Regions from separate parts of the Hordeum vulgare genome. Here region 2 is linked to region 1. Evidence: chromatin contacts called from public Hi-C data. All regions are on one chromosome and are shown on one strand. Each heading gives the region's core, a stretch centred on a gene start, on an enhancer-like site or on the middle of the called end of the contact. The rest is flanking DNA. Distances are from core to core; before and after follow the strand shown. Region 1 holds the start of LOC123447833 (DNA-(apurinic or apyrimidinic site) endonuclease). Region 2 holds the start of LOC123447832 (PHD finger protein ALFIN-LIKE 8).

The links. Hi-C and Micro-C count contacts between places; a contact is called where the count stands out from the background.
Region 2: a Hi-C map of seedling shows a contact between it and region 1, with 4 times the contacts expected there. The contact joins the promoter of LOC123447832 here to the promoter of LOC123447833 in region 1. A contact is called at or near these places in 3 of 6 Hi-C or Micro-C datasets (leaf and seedling).

Annotation. Positions count from the first base shown.
Region 1 is chr4H:50,865,188-50,868,567 of MorexV3_pseudomolecules_assembly, reverse strand. LOC123447833 (DNA-(apurinic or apyrimidinic site) endonuclease) reads right to left here and starts at 1,604. Exons shown (of 9, transcript XM_045124521.1): 1 at 1,261-1,604. The coding sequence starts at 1,515.
Region 2 is chr4H:50,705,968-50,709,617 of MorexV3_pseudomolecules_assembly, reverse strand. LOC123447832 (PHD finger protein ALFIN-LIKE 8) reads right to left here and starts at 2,058. Exons shown (of 5, transcript XM_045124519.1): 1 at 1,847-2,058; 2 at 1,690-1,722; 3 at 315-543. The coding sequence starts at 1,937.

The DNA.
Region 1 (3,380 bases), core at 355-2,854:
CGAAGATCCTACTCACTGATATATACATAATATGCTTAAATTGTTCTATACAAAAAACTAGTATACAACCCAACCAGTTGTGATTACTGACTAAGAGTACAAAACAAAATGACAATTTGTGGCTAGGGCAACTAAACAGTAAAAAGGTACAAACAATAATATTATTAGGCTGCTAACTTGCTAAGTTGTCATAACTCATAACAACTAAAGGTATTGGAATTGAACAGAAATAAAACCTTGGCTTGTCAACAACCCAAAAGTGGGGTTTGGTATAATCCCTGTTCTACTGCACTAAAACAAGAACCCAAGGCGGATTTGGATTTCAACTATTGCGCTACAATTTCAAAAGGAGGCTAGGGTTAATCGATTCACCGTATCCAGACAGCAGAATAATATAGAAGAACACAAGTTTTCTCATATAATGATACAGCTTGACAAGTACTTCACCATATGGCCTATATTTTGTTGTATTTGTACTATTGCTGCACATGGTATAGGTACGAATACTTGTTGTAGCAGCAGACAGTGGCTAATTGAGCAAACGAATATCTGGGATAGGAACACTAGGACTAATATAAGTAACAGATAAACCGACAACAAGTTTCTCACTTTTTCTTTCCGCGATGTTGCCAACATTAATCCATGATAAATACTCCATCCTAGCTAGGAGTAGATAACAAGAAACAGGCAAGCAATTATCAGTTCACTGATTTAAGAATATTTTCACAGCGTTCAGTCTGTTTCATAAAATGCTCAACACAACCTCTGCAAACACCAATCTAGCCACTACAACATCAACACTGCATGTTCTCTACTCTCAATAGTACTGTACATAGCAGGCTCAGGCCTTGCTGTATCATGAGCAAATATAGCGCAGCATGCCAAACAACCAGAAAAATGCACAGCAGGAATCTCTGTCTTCATAATCAATCACCAGCTAGTCATCTACAATAACTGGCACCATCAATCTCGCGAGGGATGCAGCACGCCAGCTTCAGATGGGTTAAACCCTAGAATACCAGAACTGGATTAATCTTGCACAAAAGGGCAACTAATATGTACACGCCCCAATGCGCTAGACGAAATGCCTGCGAGCAACGGCGGCTCTTGCGTGCCACATTGCAGCGCACTCGCCTAAAAACCCCTCCGAGCAGCACACGGCATTGCAGGCTAAAACCAAACCCTTAGCTGGGGTAGCAAGCAAATCCGGACACATACATAGAAAAGGGCGCCGAATGATCCCTCTTTGCCTCGGCTCACCTGGACGCAGATGACGTCGGGGTCGAGGCGGGCGACGAACTGACAGAACGCGGACCAGTCGCTCTTCATCCGGAGCAGAAGGCTGTTGGCGTTCCACGTGACGAACCTGCGTGGCTCCTCGCCGGGAGGGCCCTCCCCGGCGGCGTCGGCCCCGGTGGGGGCGGCGCCATCAACGCAGTCAGAGGTCGCGGCCCCGGCGGGCCTCTTCTTGGCGGGGGAGCCGTCCTTGACTACGGGCTGGAAGAAGCGCTTCATGGCCGGCTGGGCTGGTGCGGCTCCGCTCCTCGGCAGCCGCCAGCAGAGGAGGGAACACCGGAAGTGGAGCAACGAGGCTGGTCTGGCAAAATATTTTCTTTCTGCCGATAAAAGGTGCCTTTCGGTATCTTAGGTAGGGCCCAAGAAGCCCAGCAGCATCTCAGCCCAAGAAGCCCAGCAGCCGCCGCCGCCTCCGCGACACTCTCCGTTCTCGTCGGGCCTTCCTCGCCGGCTTGACCCCTACTGCGCCGGTGGCGCTCGCAGGCACTGCCGCGGAGCACCTCGGACGACTTCTAAATCAGGGCATCCATGCACAGCGCACGCCCTAATAATTCTACTTCAATTCTAAATATAAGTCTCTATATTTCACTAACGGTCTACATATGAATGTATACATGTATACTGTACAGATTCATTCATTTTGCTTTGTATATAATCACTAATAATTTTTTTTAAAACTTATATTTAGGAACAGAGAGAGTATCATATAGTGTCCCAGGTCCCCAGTCCCCATGACACGACGAGTGTGCTATCCCGCTCCCCCGACAAGGTGCATGCACCCGTGCTGTAGCGCCCTTGTTTTTCCAGCGGCCTCCCACTTCGTCTCAGTCTTAGGGATTCGTTGCCACCAGGTACCAAAAAGTTCCTCCTCGCCTCACCTTTGCCCACGCTGCCAAACTCGCCTCGAGGCTTGCTTCCACTAAGGCACATCGCTGCCAATTTGTCCACCTTTCCTCCTTAGACCGACATGCAGACTCGGAAGATTTCTTCATGTTTTGGTAAGGAGCCCTAGCGTTGCTTGCAATCGGTGCCTCTTTGGGCCATTTCTTTGCTGTTAGTAATCAAATCCAAACCTCACTTCTTCCTCTCATTAGTTACTCACCATAACACTATGCATCATTTTGGTTTACATTTTTCTAACAGAATGTGTCGACGCAGGAGCCAACAAAGCAACTGGTTTGCACAACTTGCTAAGCAATGACGCCATTCAGGATGATTTCGATTCTGAGAGATCGACGTCACCTTTCTCGGTTGCTGGATTTTCAGCACGGCGTTGTTGTGGTGGATGAGTTCCTTGATGAAGAAGGGCTTTAGAAAGCCTCTTGAAGAGAAAGTCATACCTGAGTTGGAAGTTGCAGATCAAGTAGGCACTCAGTACACAAATGTTTGTGGACAAAATCAATGCTAGGAAATTATCTCTTTTCTCGATAATTGTTTCATGCTACGAAAGGGACATTCAGTTTTCTGGGTTGTTCGCATTGCTCAAGGTACTCACTCTATCTTCTGGTCCGTTGCTTATAAAGGAATTTATTAATGTGTCCTCACGAAAAGAAGCTTTCAAGCATGAAGGTGTTATTATAGCACTTGGACTTCTTCTGTCAAAATGCTTGGAGTCGTTAGCCCAAAGACAATGGTATTTTCAAACACGGAGGGCGGGAATCCAAGTGAGGTCACTCTTATCAGTTGCTATTTACCGAAAGCAACAAAGATTGTCATGCTTTGTTAGTATAAAACATTCTTCTATAGACATAATGAACCATCTCATAGTAGATGCATACAGGGCCGGGGAGTTTCCAGACGCAATTAGAAGTGAGTGTCAACTCTAGCAAAGGGCTAGAGCTAAGGAATTGGATGTTCCCTTCCTGTAGTTTGCCTACTGGTCGCTTTATGGTCACTTTCTGTTTGCTTTTATTGTTGTCCTAATACTTGTGATCTGTGTTCGGTTTTTCGTGAAGAGGATGTTGGGGAACGTCGCATGGGAAACAAAAAATTTCCTACGCGCACGAAGACCTATCATGGTGATGTCCATCTACGAGAGGGGATGTGTGATCTACGTACCCTTGTAGACCGTACAACAGAAGCGT
Region 2 (3,650 bases), core at 809-3,308, 160 kb after region 1:
GAAGCTCAAAGCTGTCTTCTAGCCAAGCATGGGTACGTCTGCTCTAGCTTGTTTTCTCGTTGACAAACCTAGCATGCAAATGACCAAAGTTTATACTTCCAATATGCTTGATGCACACCGTGGGAAAAAGAGTTACATTGACACCATAAGAATTGAGGCCTCACTATCCGGTGGTCACAATATCAGAATATGACTAAAACCAGAGCATAACAACATTTGCTAAAAGATGAAGGGTAGAGCAACATTATACAACCATAAGCAAATCATAAGTAGGAGTTAAAAAAAAACTGCATGCCCCTAAAATAATGCAATACCTGGATTCTTTGTCAAACCCGAATCTTGCTCCAAAGTAGAAGGATACTGCTAACAACCAGGCATCACTGTGCACCGCAACAAGTGACAACCAATCTTTCTCATCCATCCCATCCCGAGCAAAATTAATTCCCAGTGCTGGCTCTGGAAGTTCTGGGGGAACCTCCTCTGCAGGCAAGTTCACTTCCCATGTTTCATTGGGAAGACCATACAGACACAGATTCTCTTTCTCTGAAATCAGAAAGACAACCTCTTAAGCCTCCAGGTCACATTCAGGATTATATTCTACTCCCTCCGTAAACTAATATAAGAGCATTTAGGACACTATCTTAGTAATCTAAACGCTTTTACATTAGTTTACAGAGGGAGTATCTAATAAAAATAAGCCGAGACAAGAAAGCCTCAGCACGACGGCAACTGTGTGCCCAAGAAACAAAAACGAGAAAAGAAGAAGAATGAGGAAAAGATCCGTCCGATCATATTCTATAATGCGCCTTCGCCATCCTAACCCAGATGTAACACGAGACTCTGGGTCTATGAAGTACTACAAATTTTAAGACTAATTCAGGATAAACAGCACAGCTGCCAACTTGCAGTAGGATACACTAAAAAATGGCAAATTAGTGAGTATAACATCTGAAATCACGAGGACATGTGGTAGTTAACCGAAAGGCGCGAAAAAGAATGCCAAACGAAGATGGCGCACCAAAACTTGGAAGCCTCGAAAGTTCTCCACAGGATAGCCTGATCTAGTACTGTTAAACTTCTGCACCATGTCAGTGGAAAATGACTAATTAAATAAAAGCCCGAAAATACCCTTCATAAGATGGATACCATGGTCATTTGGTTACACCGCACCACACATCATTTTTCTGTGTGAAGGGACGCCGAGAGCACTAGTCAACAAATCAAGGAAAAAAACAAGCGCCCCACCTCATCTCTCTCTCTCTCTTACCCACACCCACTGACACCCACCCACACGCACACGCACACGCACCATTTTTCTAGTACAACTGATCTGTTAGTAGATCGAAAGCAAGAACCACCAAATTAACAGACGGAAAATAATCCAGTGACCTTTCCTGCAAAAATCACAAAGCTTCCTAATTCGGAAAATCCCCAACCCACTAGTACAGGAATTCCAGCGAAATTCCCCTGCAGAAATCGGGGCACAGGGACTACCAAATTAGAGCCAATAACAAGTTAAGAAACAAGTCACGCACAAATTTCCATTTGAGAAAAGAGGCAAAGATGGAATCCACACCAGAAACACAAACTCCACTCAAACAGGTAAAAAAAAAACCGCATCACTTCCATGTGAAACCTCGGCGATTTCGAGGTCCGAGAAGGGCGAATCGGAGACGGTCGCGAGCTCACCTGGGTCGCACTGCTGGTAGAACTTCTCCACATCTGCAAATCCACCAACCAAAAAGACCAGAAACCAATCAGAACCTCCAAATCCTCACGCGGACCCCCAGGAAAACAGCCGAAATGAAAAATCGGACGGGGAGAAGAAAGCGAGCGCGGCGCGCACCGGTGGTGAGCGCCTTAATCATGCCGGCCCGCCGCGCGCGGAAATCCCTGAACACGTCCTCCGGCGTGCGATGCGTCCCTCCTCCGTCCATTCGGGGCGCGCGAGTGTCGCCTGAGCTCCGGGGCTAGGGTTAGGGTTTTGGTGGCGGAGGCGACTGGCCGAGGCGAGTAGCAAGGCTTTTAGAACAGCCGGGGGGAGGGCGACCAGCGGAGGAAATGGATTTTGAGGAGATGGATAGTGGAGCGGAATGGCCAGTTCGGGGGACCGGGGCGCGGGTTTCGAATCGCGTCGAGGTTCCGACTGCAAATTTACCGCACTTGCTTGACTGCTTTGCTGGTGGAATTGCGTTCGCACCCAGGAAAGGTTTGCGATTTTCAGCTGCACCTCCGGATAAAACGGTCACGCGCGGCAAAGCTCTGACCGCTGTAAAGCCGGGTTAAACGCATCCCCGATGGGCCGCTGGCGTGTGGGTCCCTTTGCAGCGGCTGTCTCTGGCTCCGTGCGACTTTGCACGCCTCAAAATAAGCGAAAATTAGCCGATACCCGAAAATCTCGTGCTGTCGAATCGTTTTAGGCCCTCGACGTTTCAAATCTATATCTATATACCTAATCCATACCCCTAATCTATACCAAATAATAAAGTGGTTATTGCTTCCGTCGGAAAACTCACCACGTTATTTTTATAAAAAAAACCCTGTAATTTTTGTTATTCAACCCGCGCTTCAATTTCTCATTATGGTGAAATTAACAATGGACGGGTTGATTTTTCAACAAAATAGGATAGGACTAACTACATTAGTTAGTTAGCTTATTATTTAATAAATCAAAATAATTATAAAAATATTAAAAGCGTGTGGTATTTTTTTCTCCCGTTGCAACGCACGGGCTATTTTGCTAGTAATAATAAAACGGCTATAGCTTCCGTCGGAAAACCCACCGCGACATTTTTAGAAAAAAAAAACTGTAATTTTTGTTATTCAACCCGGGCTTCATCATTTATCTGCAACGTAAAAGGAAAAAAACGATTCGCTGCAAAAATTATACCCGTACGCATCGCATCCTCCCGTCGACCCTCGGCCACCCTCGCCTGTACCCAAGCCGCCGCCGACGACCTCAACAAAATAGATGGGACTGACTACATTAGTTAGTTAGCTTATTATTTTAATAAATCAAAATGATTATAAAAAGATTAAAAGCGTGTGATATTTTTTTCTCCCGTTGCAACGCACTCGCCGCCGCCGCCGACCTCAACCGCCACCGCTGCCGATCTCAACCCACCCGCCTCCGCGGCCGTACCTCTCCCCGCTCACTGCCCCCATTGCGACGCTCGAGCGCATCGCATCGACCCTGGTCCACCCCGGCCTGTGCCCAGACCGCTGCCACACCACTCGCCGCCGCGGCCAACCTCAACCACCACTGTTGTCGATCTCAACCCACCCGCCTGCCGTACCTCTGCCCGCTTGCTGCCTCCGTTTCGGCGCTCGAGCACAACTTCTGGATCAAATCAACGTGGCAGCTACAGTGACTATGGATGATGCGTCTTCTCGATGCAGAACGGCGGCGGCGCGCGGATAAGGCGCGGCGGAGCGAAGTACTTGCAGGTGGAGGCGGGCCTCCATGGCTCACACGGGGAACTCCGAGGTTATGATGCGGCAACGACGACTCCTTATGGCAAGATAGAGGCGCCTAACCCTTGCTCCCCACATCGTATCCCCTCCTCCGACAGGAACTCATCATCTGATGAGATCCCCTCCCCATGCCTCCAGCCGTGTGCCAAGCACCGACAAGAAATTTTGTTTTGTGG